Regions from separate parts of the Anser cygnoides genome. Here region 1 is linked to region 2. The links are chromatin contacts, called in public Hi-C maps. All regions are on one chromosome and are shown on one strand. The core of a region is the stretch at or near the end of the contact, and the rest is flanking DNA. Distances in the headings are between cores, read along the strand shown.

Region 1 (7,404 bases), core at 3,271-5,770, 81 kb after region 2:
AAGTACAAACCAACCTGATGTAAGGATTAGAGGAGTTGCTATAAAAATTAAAATGCTCAACAGGCCTTCAAATATCAAATCTCATTAAGGAACCTGTCAAGTCCTGCAAGTTATCTTTCAGGGATACATTTTGAAGGCTACATTAGTTCATAATTAGACAAGCAGCAAGCAGGAATAAACCAACATATTAATACTGATCAAATTGGTAAGCTTTCTTTACACCTTTTGGTATCTTTTTTGTCATGTCTAAATTAACCAGCTCCACTACACCAGCTTTCCTGCTAAGTACAATCTGTTCTTATGTCATATTTTTCCTTCCTCAGTGAAGCAGAATTTCACACCTAATACTCAATAACAATTCATTTTTTTCATGCATAGAAAGAATTTTAATGTAATAATGATTTATCTGCTTAGGAAGGAGGAGAAAAAGAAAAATATATGTACACAGGTTAAAATCATATTCTCTATTAAGTGTAAAAGCAAATATAAACAACTGGACATTTCACAGGCATTAGTAAGTCACACTAAGGTCTGCTGAGCAAGTGAGCAACTTGCCATTTTCTGCTGCCAAGTTTAGGCTTATTTTCAATAAAGATTCACACTTAATAGTAGTATTGGCATTATCCTGGCTCATGATCTAGACAAGAGCTACGTCATCTCAAGTCACCCAATATTCATAATACCACAAGTGAAATAACTGCTGGATATCAGAAATTTTTAACCATCTTTTTCCTTTCACCTCAGATATATTTTCAGTTTCCGAGCCTTTTTCAACAACATGACTGTACTTACCTATAAAAAGGAAAAAAAAAAAGTCCTGGCATAGAATAAAATACACCCTTGTGCCCAGTCTACGCAGACTAAAATCACTGTATTATGAAAACATCATTCAGCAGTAGCGAGTTATTTCTGGTTCAGGAACCTGAGTAAGCACTAGAAATTAAAGCAGTTTAAGTCTGTTTTAAACACCAACTTGTAAGGGATACTTGAAAACGTTAATGCACAAAGCCAGTTTTGCCTTTCCTCCCTGCCTCTCCCCTGGCCCAGAGACCTTGCTTTTAGATGCCTCCTTTAGGAAGTGCAATATTAGATGTTAAGATATTAAGACTTATGGAAGAGCAGTGATGGTGGCTTACTGAGTTGTTAACCCAATCATGTGGAAAATAGTCTCCAGATAAACAAGGGTGACAACAAAAGTGTTATCCACCCTTGTCTTCCTTAGCCTTTGTTAATAAGGTGTGACGTGATAACTTCAAAGGCTAGTTAAGAACCGTGTAAATGCCAACAGAACTAAATACAGCCCATCTATGGAACAAACATAAAACTAAACAAGGGACTTCTAAAACCTGGCCCCCTTCGTCCTCCACATTCACGTGTCCTTTGCCTACTTGTTTACCAAAAAAGAACTTAGCAACTTGGTATTTATCTCGAGTTCTTCCCCATTTTACAAATCCTTTCCCTGCTACTGAATGAAGCAAGTTGACACGTCAGGTACACGTAAGAAGGCAGGTACTTTACTTGTCTACCTAGCATCTCCAACTGAAGCTAAGTACTGGTTTTCCAGGCTACTGAAGTCCAGACAAACTGAAGTTCTGTCATTTCAGGTACTAAAAATACTTCAGATTATCACTAATAAGCATTACCTAATGCTGTCTTTGCCTTACCCATTCTGCCTTTATAGTCCCAAGTAAACTTATGATTACTCATCAGTTCTTGTTTCACATTTACGTAGTGTAATCCATCAATATTAATAGCTACCACGATCTGCTAAAGCAGTTGAAATAATATACAGAACACTAATCTACTCATGATTTATTTTTTTAGAGGCCCAATAGTAAAGGAAGATACGCCACAGGAACTTTTACAACTGACAATGTATCCCTTGCTGTTTCAAGCAACAGGGGAAACAAATAAATAAATAATACCATACACAGTGTTTGGGAGCCAAGGCTGACGCCAAATAATAAGACTTACGGGGCACAAGAAGAATTCAAAGCAAATGAAAACTGAGTTAATTCTAGACTTTGTACTGCATGTTCCCTCTAAGCCAGATGCATGAGGCACACAGCATGGAAATCAGTTTTAAGTAATCTTTTAAAGTCTTTTTAAGCTCTTGGCACTGCCTTGTTCTCTAAGGACATCCTAAAAGGATAAATACACAATTATGACTTTAGTCCAAACATTCCATTGTAATTCTAGCATCAGAGAATTGTACTTTTACAAATATTATTGACTGAGCAAAGTAGAACATTCCAAGGAATTTTAAGGAAGAAAGTGATTAAATTAAATAAAATATAGGTCAGTTATAACTTCTGTGCAAACCTCATAATAAACTGCATTTAAATTAGAAATCACAGGGTTTACTCACTTTTCAGCCTCGCTCTGCAGAATTTCTTTTTAAAAAGTTCTTTAAAAAAGTTTGTGCAACTCTAGCCCCAGACACCACACACTGGTGATGCTCATGCTTTTATCTCAGTACCTGGTTCTCAGAGACCAAAGCACCAATGTAAGCATGTTACTTTAGCAAAGTAGATAAGAGTATTTAAAATATATTTAAAGTTGGAAAATCTAACGCAAACTGTGAATTATGTCATCTTCATTTCTCACATACACTCCTGCATTTTCCAAAACAGGAAAATCCCTAGTCATGATGACTAAAAGTCATTCCACAGTTTCAGCAGTAACTCCCCTAAATATACCCAAGTGTCTGTGTGAGAGAGAAGAGCTGCCTATTGCAGGAAACAAAGGCTGCGTAAGTAATTACCTGATAGGGAAAGAACAGCGATAAACAGATTTCTGAACAAGAGTTCTGTTAAATACATTCTTCCTTACATCCCTAATTTCGGGACTGCATTTTCTGCCCCTCTGCTACCCTGACATTTGCTTTCTGATGTACTTCCAACAGAAGCAAGAGGCATCACAGTACAGACTGAAAGGAATAATACAGTAAATATTAGCTGGGAAATACTGAACACCCCCCAAAATATGTATTGTTAAACTTACTTAATACAAAATGTTTTACTTATTTTTTTTAAGAGTCATAAGCTGTTTTTTTAGCATGTAATGATAATTTGTTTCTTTAGATAATATTTAAATATAATAAAACGTCAACACATTTTATGTATGTTTAACAGTTATCTTACATTAAACATATCTATAACTTACATAGTAAACTCAAGGAAATTGATATCATTAGAATGTAGAGGCTACTTGCTTTGGAGTTTCGTTTAAAAACAAACAAACAAACAGAACACATCCACATCTTCCCTGCTGAACAGAAGTTTGGGCAGTACTGTTCAGCCGATTGATTAAATACAACGGACTACCTCTAAGCATTTAATGCCCACCTAAGTTTAATACCCTGTGGTTATTTGCCTTCTAGCAGTATCATTCAAAATTATTTTTATCTCCTACTTCTCTCAAACCTGTTATATGTATCTTAGAGGTAGAAAGATTTTACACTGACTTGACAGTAAAATACAATGATTCAAAACTATGCATTTCTCTCAGTGCATGGAGGCAGAAATCTCAGTATACAAGGTACAGGCTAAGCCGACATGTACATGCTGCTGGGATTTAGTACGGTAAAGAAACCCTGCTTCAGAATAGTTAGCCATCCTCAGATCTTGATGTTATTCTTTAGAAAGTGTAAAATGCAGTATTCTTAGATACTAGGTACAATGGAACAGATAAAGGCGTCTAGTAAATTCTTCAGTCCAAGTTCCCTTACTTTTACTGTGATGTCTCAAGATTAATAATAATACTTAATATGTTTCTGTGACTTACCATGAAAATAACTTTCAGAGCAGCTTCTTTACTTGTGCATTGTTAAGAAGTGGAAGAGGCAAACACTACATATTTCATTTTACAAACATCAGTAGGTAGAAAGACAACACAGCTTCCTCCTCTTACCTCTCTCTTTGGTCAGCTGTACATTGTTCTGGGACTAATAAACAAAATGCTTTGAATATTTGAAAACATAACAAGCGTTTATTTCTCAGATTTAAAACTCCTATCTGAAGCTGCTCCACAAAATATATTTACCATGGCTTCAGTCAGTTTCCTAAGAAAATGATTACCCAGGTATTCAGTCAGAAAGGTTTGGGATTTCAGGCAAATTTATATGTTATATGATTTTTACACTTTCCTTCGCACATTACTCCACGCCAGGTGAACTGTTGAACGCTACCCTGAGCGCGGAGGATGGTTTAGGCCAAGCCCAAGACATTTATAACCAGGTCAAATCACGCAGAGAGAAATGTGTAATGGAACTATGAACAAAACTGATGCAGCCTTCATTTAGAAAATACCAAACCAGCAAAACGCTATAATCAGCTTCTCATTTTAAGAGATACATAAACTTTGACCCTCTCTAAATTACTGACAACTAAGTGGAGGCAACGGCTTTTCCCACCGAACAAGCATATGCTGCTTGAGATCCCGTGCAGCGATCTCCACCCCTATTTCTGTCATATAAGCGAAGGAAAGGAGCTTTAATTAGCTCACATCCCATCGTTAACTGAGCGTCCTAATGCATCCTGACAACGGCATGTTGGCCGGGTGATCTGGAAGCCCCCTGACGCGCTGCCTGCGGCTGCCTGATTAGCCGGGTGTCCCGGGGGAGCCCCGCTGGCTCTGTCCCCCAGCTGCCCGATGAGCCGGGTAGCTGCCCTCGGGGACCTCCTGGGAGGCTGCACCAGCAGGTGCCCGTTGGCAATAGTTTTGTGTTACAGGGTTGAATGAGTGATCCCTGCAGGAACTGCCGGCTGTTTTCACATACACAGAAGGCAGTCAAAAGTCCACAGCATGAACTTGGAATGACCCCAATTGCAGAGTCACTGGCGGGTTCATCTGGAGGACAACTGCGCTTTATTAAACAACTAATACTCTTAACAGATAATTCCCCCCCCCCCCCCCCCCCCCCCCCCCCCACTTTAACTCTTGCAAAGCTTTAAGGTCTTCCTGTTTGTTTATTTTTTGGGAATGGCATTACTTGCTCTCTTCCACCCCCCTCCTTAAACAAAAAAAAAGACACAACAAACACACCTCTACGTACTGAAAGCCGGCAAAAAAACCCTGAAGAGATCTAGTCCAGTTCCTTGAGTTAATACCTAACAACAATGTATTCGCGCTGTGGCAGATTGTTTTTAACCATCACCCTCACCAACGCCCTTGCTACTTGCATACAACAACTTTGTTATTTCCAGTGCTTACATTGCAGCGTGCTTCCTTCCAGCAATACACCGGACTTGCCAGTCCCATTTTCTGCGCTGTCACCTATGACCGCACTTGGGATGCACAAGAAGCTTCTATTATAAAACCTCAGCGGCTTTCTGTGTTCCATTAGATTTTTGGAGGAAACCTCCTGCAAGCCTCTTTTGGCCTGCCATCGTTTGTGCAGTGCAGATAGCTTACAATTGCTTGAAGGATGACTCACTCAGATCTGTAAAACTGATGGCAATCGTCTTATCTATTGTTACAGCTCCAGAAGATAACCTTGGCCACCTCCTCTGGATGTAAAAATATTGTCTTCCCTCGTCGGCGATACAAATCTAAGGAATTTCAAGTTTAAATTTGTACTGTTTAACATATTATACACAACTTTATATGTGCTCCCTCTTAAAATATACAGTAGGGTGGTGTACTTAGTCTTGTGTCAAGGCTGGAGCGATGAATTTCAAACCCACACCCCATTTTTTCTCTTTCAGTTTCTAATTGTGATACATGGGATATACGTGATTGTTTTCATGACATACTAACCATTTAAAAACTGTAGGTGAAGACCAAATTTCATTTTATCGTTAATGATAACTGTTCATTTCTAATTTTATAGTTTGTGCTTTTAGCAGCACTCTGCATACTACATCTCAAATTCTCCTTTGTTCACCTCATTTCCCAGTGAGTCAGCAAAACAAGAATACTGTATTTTATTTTGCAAGAAAATCAGCTGGTAACATCCTTCAAAGTAAAGCTCTAGACAGGTGTAAAAAGAAAGCTTCAAGTTTTAATAAATTGTCGAGATGGTCACTTGTAGATTTCTGCATAAAGCCAAACATCTCATTGCTTGCACTTGTCAGGATCCTCGTTGTCTACTGAGGAATTTCTCTTGGAAAGGCTAATTCAAAGCCTCCGCCACTGTGTCAGTTGGATTCTGAATGGGCACATTTAGGACATCAAGTCCAGATCAAAATGTTTATTCCCACAGCATACATACTTTCTGTTTGATTTTACCAATGCCCTTTCTCCACACAAAGATACACTGTAGTCAAAGCAGGTTCACAAACACTTTGTGTAAGAAGCTTTGTAAAATAAATACTGAATTTAACCCAAACTCTGAAGGGACCTTATGATCAGGATGTTAGCAACACACATTTTATCCCATGGTATGAATGAAAGACAGGAACAACAATATAATCCTTCAAAGGTCCCAGACGTGATCCTTAATCTTTCACTTCTTATCCCAAAAATCTCTTTCAAAGATACAGATTCACAATACCAGGTGCTTTGCACGTAAGAGGTGACACTTCCCATGGCTTTTGATTGTCATTAATTGGCCATAAATCTTACCACCTTTTAAAATGGTTAGCAACAGGTAAAATTGCCTCATCTATTGTGTTCCCCCCAGCACTGAAAATTTCTACCTGGAAATTTCAATTACTTTCCATCGCGGGTTCTCATAATCTTCACGTTTTCGTACTGATTTTCACTGCTCAGCACTTGATCTTGCACATGTGCTGCTAGTCTTAGAATGAAATGCAAACTAAACTGAAGATGATCTGCAGTGCCACCTGGATGCACCACCTGAACAAGCTGAAACTAGCCCCTAGGCAAAACTGGGGAAGGTATGAGGAGAAAAATCTTAATCAAAAACAAATCATAACAAAAAAGACAGCAAAGACAGACAGGGAGGCAGTCAGAAAACACAGGTAAAACTACTTTTAACCTGAACCGTATAAATCACTTCTAGGAATAAAAAAACCTTGAGAAATTTCTGTATTTCTTGAGAAATAAAATTCTGTCACTATCTTACCTACAAGCAAGGCAACGTTTGGTTTTGATTGCCCTTTTTGGTTGGGTGAACATAAAGCCTAGAACCTTCCAATCCCTGGCAACCAGACTGCAATCTCTCCTTTAATTCAAGGAAAGGGACATATAAACTAGCTCCTGTCTGTTCAAAACCGACAGAAAGCTTATTTCAAGTGACATACTTGGAATGTGAAGAACAGGAATACTGCAAAGCCAGAACAAGGTGGACCGAAACAAAAGCACTGAAACATTGAGAAAGTTCTGCACTATTTTTCTGTGCATAAAAAATGTCAATAAGTTCTTTTCTGGGGGGAGAGGATCATTTCCATCCAATATTTGTAACATAGAAACCAAGCCTAGCTGTAGAGCCGTAACAAC
Region 2 (6,927 bases), core at 2,712-5,211:
TTCTGAGTAAGAACATGGAAGGAATTCATTTTGGGATGACTTTAAAATTACAATTAGGAACCACTGCTGCAATGTGACAGATCTTCATTTCCATCAACAAAGGTACGTACCAAGTGTCTGTTTGCACCTGTAGACATTTACTGAAAGCAATTTGAATAATCAAACCTAACTGAAGGTATAGTTTGTAAGGTTTCACCAACAAAGATGAACTTTTTGAACAAAAACATATGTTAGATTTGTAAAGGTGACAGTTTGGAAAAAAGATCTCTTGCCAAACAGGAGTGTAATGGTTACTGTACAACAATCAGGTGAAATCCCAGAATACTAATCTTTTGCCACATTTCAGAATGGAACTGCAGTTGAAGTGGACAAACCTCAGCTGTTCTCAGCACATGTACAATTTCAAGCTTTCTGATTTTTCAGTTAAGTGAATTTTAAAATGACTTGCATATATTTTTCACCATATAAATTACAGGCAAGATGCAGTAACTTCAGTTTTACTATAAGTCTGCTTTTCTTTCTTGCTCTTGTGCACTTGTGTAATGTAGAAACTTCTGGTCAAGGTAAATCTAAGGTAAAGTAGTAAACCAGTAAAATAGTTCATATGTTCACTGAAATTTGAAGGTCAGGTTGGAAAAATACTTCACGTTAAATATGTAGATTTGTCTTTTTATTCCAACTCCAAATGTTGGAGCAACTTTTCACATCACTCAATAAACCAAAATCCTAATGAATGAAAAAAATCCTAATGAATGAAAATAATCCCAATGAATGAAAATAATAATAATAATAGTAACACCTCTGATACATTTTAGAATATTATTCAAGCAGGAAACAGATACAAGAAATAAATATTCACATGACTAGTCCCATTGGCATCAAAGAACCTGCAAATGTTTGAAATGAATAATTAACTTTGTTGTTTAATCTGAACATAGTCCTATGGTATAATATTGCTGACTTTTCTATTTTAAATGTATTTGTAGAGATTTATGCAGAAAAAATAAAGTTAATGGTCTCAGGAATCAAAAAATCCAACTTACTTTCTCAAACTTCATATCCCTTCATTTTTAAGGCTGCTTCTTATTTCCATCCCAGAAAGTTGTTATATTTGTTACCAGTCCAGACACTGAGTCATTCCTGTTTAAACCAGACACTAGGCTCTCTGTGTAATTTCTCTCTCCCCTTCAGAGTTTTTGGACTGAGAGGAAAATTGTAATGCCAGGTGCCTCCCCCAGCTCCCTTTCTAAAGGTATTACTGTAAAAACACACAGAGGTGCTAAATGCTGCCCAAGCGGCAATGGAAATTCTCACAGCTCTGGTTATTTCAGATGCAGCTAAGTTAGGGAACACCACCTGATCCTGAAAATCTGTACAGACTTGCAGTTTCCAGTTAGAATGGTTCAATTTCTTCTCTCCAGAAACCTCTCTCCTGACACTATGATGACGCTCTGAGAGTCCTATGGCTTACTTCATATAAGGTAAACTGGCATTTAAAGGTAAGAACTGTGCAAGTTTCTCTTTTTTTTTTTTTTCACTTCTGAAAACTTATGTGGAAGTTTCAACAGAGCTGAAATTCAAGAGATTATGATATTGCTCATATTATGTGTTAAAAGAACCAGGTATGAGATGAGTTTTGAATGTAGGTAGAACAAAAAACTCAGTTGTTCTTATTTTTGTTACCAAACAACCCTTGAACACTCTGTTACATGGCCACTTTGAACTATGACCATTTCAAAAATGTTTGATTCTGAAGCAGAAAAAGAATTTATTTTCAAAGGGATTTAGCTTCCTAACTCTCATCTCTTGGTCGTATAATATAACTTTGCTGCCTATATAGAGATGTTTAGACTCGCACACTTCCGTTGCAATGGTCCTTTAGCAAATTACAGATGAATTCAAAGTTTGAGAATCTTTCAATTGTCATTCTTCAGTAATTCTAGTTTTTACCACTAGATGGCTTCCCAGGATAGTGGATATATATTCAGACCTCCTGAAGTAACTTGGGATTGGATTCATTTGGGCACCTTCTTAGTAACATATTCAGTCATAAAAGCAAAGCTCTTCCTAGCACGACTGAGAAGACAACAATGTGAGGTTTGACATATTTGAGCATCTTCTGACATCCTGACAACTTGACATTTCAGACTATTTCTGATTGCTGCCACAACCAGTAACTGTGGAGTGAGCAGCTCTCAGTTCAAATGCGCACTTAGATCCTCCCGAGAAAAGTTTAAGCAGGACAGCTAAATATATAACTTACCTACCTACCTAATGCCTAACAGTGCAAACAAACGAGTCGGGGGACCTGGTTGCAACACGCTTTGCCCTTTCTCCTGTTACAACATAGTTTCGAAGTGCTATGGAGACCTTGTGTTGCAATTATGCCCTCATATCTGGACAAAAGTCCTGGAAAAGGAGAGCAGAAAAACACCCTTTGATGTGAGAAAGCACGTCTCCCTGCTTCGGTCGGAGCCTGCTTTTTTCATTGCCCCGCTACTGAAGGTACCAATCACCAGTTTTCAGCAACGTAAGCATCTTCCAGTTTGGAAAATCCATGAGTTGTCATGCTGTCCGTAGACACGCTGGTTCAGTGGTAATAGATGTTGATGATTATCAGCCTAGGCTGGAGTGAGCCCAGCACTCTAGGGCTGCAATAACTTTTCCCATCAACACCAACTTAACCTGGGCAAGCAGTTCTCTCCCGGAGCTCGCAAGGCACAGATGGCTCCTTTGAACTCAGCCTTAACCCTGACCGCTCCTGGCACTTTTTTTTTTCCCCCCCTCCTGGGCTCACGTCAAACCCCAGCACCCTCCTCTGCCGCGTTCCTGTCAGGGAGGAACAGAGGAGGTTCCTGTCAGAGGCGGGCGCGCGCTGCGGCCGCGGCCGGCCCCGACCCCAGCCCCGGCCTCAACCAGCCCCGTCCCGCAGCCACCCCGACCCCAACCCCGACCCACAGCCGTCCCGACCGGCAGCCGGCCCCGACCCCAGCCCCAGCCCGCAGCCGGCCCGGCCCCAGCCCCTGCCCGCCGGCTGCGGCGCGGCCGTCCCGGCTGCGGGCGCCGTGCGGCGGCTCCGAGACCGCGCTGGGGGAGGGGAGAGCAAAGCCAGCCACTCACAGGAACAGTAGTGAAATCTCCCCGACACTTTAACTGTCAATCAGGCTTAATGGGGTATAAAACCTCCCCGGCGCGGCGGCTGTGATAGGCAGAGAGAGCAATAGGGAGAAATGAGTAAGAGCCAGAGCTGAAATAGTGCACGGCATAATTCCTGCTCTGTGGTCACGGAGCCTCCGAGTGCGAAACCCGGGAGAGGGGGCAGAGAGAGGCGGTTATCAGCTCACCCTCTGCAGCCGGCTCAGGACAGGACGTCTGGAGATATTTATAGATATTAAAACAAAAACAACAACCTTACCCTGAATAGACCCTTTCTTAAAAAGAAAGTCCTGGCAATTCTGTCTTATTTAAGCAATTTCCTGAGTCTAAGAATAGAAATGAGCTGCCTGGAAGGCACTGCAGGCTGAAATTTGGAGACATAGGCTGCTTTATTTTATTTTTCCAAGTATAAAACCTTCCACTTGGATACTGGATTTTTGTGACAGTCTTTGAAACGGAGGGATGTATGGTTACTTTTAATTTTACTTTTTTTTTTCTCTCTCTTTAATTAAAAAAAAAAAAGAAAAAAGCTGTCTCCCAGTTATACAGCGAGGAAACCGTTCTACCTGCATGTGACAATCCCAAAGGACATCGATCAAGAAGCAGGGGAGTGACTTGGTCTTCTGCGCTGTTCTGCTCCTACCCCGATTTTTTAGGGGAAGAGAAGGATTTTTCCAGTCCAAGAATCCGTTGCCCCCCACGTTTCGGAAGGGGGCTGAAGACTTGTCGCCCATCCGGGGGTGCATGAAGGGTAGTGGTTTTCTTTCTCTCTTAACTTGGTTCTGTGAAGGGTTGGAAGAGAATTTTGCCTTCCTGGCTTGCCTGGAAGAAGAGGATGATTTGGAAATGGCTGGGCGCTTTGCTGCTGTTCCCCGTGCAGATGGTTTATTTGGTGGTGAAAGCTGCCGTGTGCGCGGTGCTGCCGCCCAAGCTCCGGGACCTGTCCGGGGAGAGCGTGCTCATCACCGGCGGGGGCCGGGGCATCGGCCGCCACCTGGCCAGGGAGTTCGCGAGGCGAGGAGCCAGGAAGGTGAGCATCCACCCGGAGGGGATGGGGGAAGGAAGCGGCCACCTGCTGCTCTGCTGGGGAGCCTCCGGCCCGGGGGCTGCAGCCCGTGCCCCCACCTCGGGGTGGGCCTGCCGGGATCGCGTTCAAACGGACAGAGAGGGGAGAAGGGGGGCGCTGGGTGTAGCGCTGCCGAGCCGGTGCCGAGCCTCGCGTTTCGGAAGTTGCCCACTCCTCCTCCTCTGCATCCTGGCTCGCCGCACCTCGGCTAAGAAAACGTGAAGGTGAGAAGGGGGCCCCCGCGCGGGGTACCCCCCCCTGCAGCCTGCCGTCCCCCGGGCGCGTCGGCCGGAGGGGGGCACGGGGAGGGCCCTGCTGCCCGCCCCGGGGGGGTGCCCGCTTTGGGGAACGGGGGGAGGAGAGTTCAGCTTCACCCTAATGCTTTGCCACGTGCAAAGTGGTTTCTGAAGTCCCTTGTGTTTTGCTTTCTGCCAGCCCCGAGCTGTTCAAAGGTAAGGTGAATGCTGGCCCAGCAAGGAAGAAAAGCACAGCGTGAGCGTGAGCTGGGAGTTTGTTCGCCCGTTTCCTTTGGGAAAGGAGAGGGGCTGGGAGAACGGTCTGTCTGCGCTGCAGCCTAGAAATGTCAGTGTAGCTGGTGTGCCCATTCTCTAGCTCAGGAACTGCCATTCACCTTGAAATGCTGTGCTTTCATAACTACAGGTGTCCCCCTATGCGTGAATCATTCGGGAATAATTAAAATAAAATAAAATAAAAAATGCCCTGAGGCAAGATTTGAGTTTTCAAGTTTCCTCTTTACCCCCATTTAGGGGTAATGGAATGGAGGAATCATGTGAAATTAGACAGCTGCATAAATACTACAGCACGTGAGAGAGGATGAATAGAAGCAAATACAGAATAAAGCAGAAGAAAAATGCAGAATGGGGGAATATTTAAAGAAGAATATGCATTTAGTTGAGGATAGGGTTTTGTCATTTCCTTATACATGCACTAAAGTTTTCTATATGTGGTTTCTATATGGAGCTGTTCTGGTGTACAACTTTGAGGCGTAAAATATGTCAGCATTGAACTTTGATGTTTGTATATGCTTGTGTTTAAACATCATGTTGAGATTTACAAATTCTTGGAGACAGAACAAACAAGTTGACTGACCTTTGGACCCCAGCAATTTGCTGAAAGTGTATTTACATTATCTGGTAGAATACCGTGCTTCATTATTTATTTATTTAGCCCGGTTGGTTGCTATGCTAAGCTGAGTATTAAAGTGCCACCATTTCACCAGCTAATTCAGGAGCTGCTTAGCTACAGTTCAGCTGCAAGCTGAACAATGGTAGTCAGCCCTAACTGACATGGGCCAAGAGGAGCTGGGGAGCTGAGGATGAGGATTTGTAAACTGATACAGACTGTAGTTCATTTGTATGTCTTATCTCTACAATCCTTACATATCTTAGAAGGAAAGAATAAACAAGAGAATAATTCTCGGGAAGCTTTGTACTTGTCTCATGTGGTGTTATGAAATGCTGTGTGGTTGCTAGTTACTGTTTACAACTTTGGTGTTTTTTTTGTCGTATGTTTTTTTCCATGCCTGTCATCAAGGTGTTTCACTTTTTGCTCTTACTGAACTTGAATTAGATTCTCCTTTCAGTCAAACCATGGCTATCCTGTGAGCCAAATGTGGTACTCAGCAAGTTATGATCCTCTCTGGTACTTTGGAAGTGACACATCTTTCTAGCAACGGTGAAGTAGGCTTATCTTTTTCTTCCTCAGCATCTTTAATGACAATTTTACTTCAGTGCGGTTGTTCCAATTCCCTTTGCTCTGAGGTTTCACTGCTTTCCTGCATTCTGTGCTCAACCCTGACTTTCTGTGTCTAGTGCAGTCTCCATGCAGAATGCAAGCCCTCTGTTTGGCATTACTCTTTGATTTTTTGCTTTGCCTTAGACAATCGAAAAGAACCGAGAAAGACTTGAAGTGGCTAGCAAGTCATCTTTCAGTAAGGCTTTTGAGAATTAATTATTCTATTTTTCTCTTGCCTTTGTATGCGGTTAGCTTTTTTATAATTACATGTAAATCTTGAATTATTGATCATAATTAATAATTTATAACAGATTCTGATTGTCAGGTGGTATATTCACAATATTCCATGTTTGGAAAAATGCTTCCACCAAGGCGCAAAATTCTGAGGCCATGCACAGTGTTACCTACAGGTGAATGAAAACAGTAACTTATATTCAGATTCTAATAGTGGGTGTGCAGTATATCTTGAAAAAGTTATCACAGCGCTTGCGCACACAGACATAGTGGCGGAGTTTTGGAGGTAGGCGGCGATATACAACCATATTTTTGAGATTAGAATCTTCTGAAAGATGGGTTAGTTGAGACTGTTAGCATATGAAATTTCCTCTGATAATTAGACTGGATTGGATTTCACCTTGCTCTAACTTTCTTTTCAGAAGCTTGTTTTGTTAATCACAAATTAGATGTATCTGAGCAGTTTTTACGTAAGATGACAAGTGTTGTATTTCACGAAGATTAAGAATTGTCACATCTGCAAGTTTTTAAGTGTAAAATTTGATCTTGCAGTTAAAGCTCTGAAGATGTCAAGAAATAAATCAGGAAAGGCTTTAGGCGAATGGAAATACAGTGTCTTCAGCTTGACGGATGAGCATGGAGACTAAAATTCTTAAGCTGGCAGACAAGAAGTCTCTTGGGCATGATCATGTAAATCCACCCTGGTTCCCATTCTC

Evidence for each region. Hi-C and Micro-C count contacts between places; a contact is called where the count stands out from the background.
Region 1: a Hi-C map of liver shows a contact between it and region 2, with 3 times the contacts expected there. The contact joins the enhancer-like site here to the promoter of DHRS3 in region 2. A contact is called at or near these places in 5 of 7 Hi-C or Micro-C datasets (fetal liver, granulosa cells and liver).

What each region holds. Positions count from the first base shown.
Region 1 is chr23:2,868,346-2,875,749 of Taihu_goose_T2T_genome, forward strand. The region is part of intron 64 of VPS13D (vacuolar protein sorting 13 homolog D); the gene reads right to left. Among named protein-coding and RNA genes, the nearest start is that of VPS13D, 72 kb to the right of the region's middle. Within about 2 kb of position 4,521, at least 1 of the 3 cell types and tissues checked has open chromatin away from gene starts, as enhancers often do. A contact at or near this core is called in liver, where this site is marked.
Region 2 is chr23:2,787,818-2,794,744 of Taihu_goose_T2T_genome, forward strand. DHRS3 (dehydrogenase/reductase 3) reads left to right here and starts at 3,962. Exons shown (of 11, transcript XR_010826411.1): 1 at 3,962-4,186.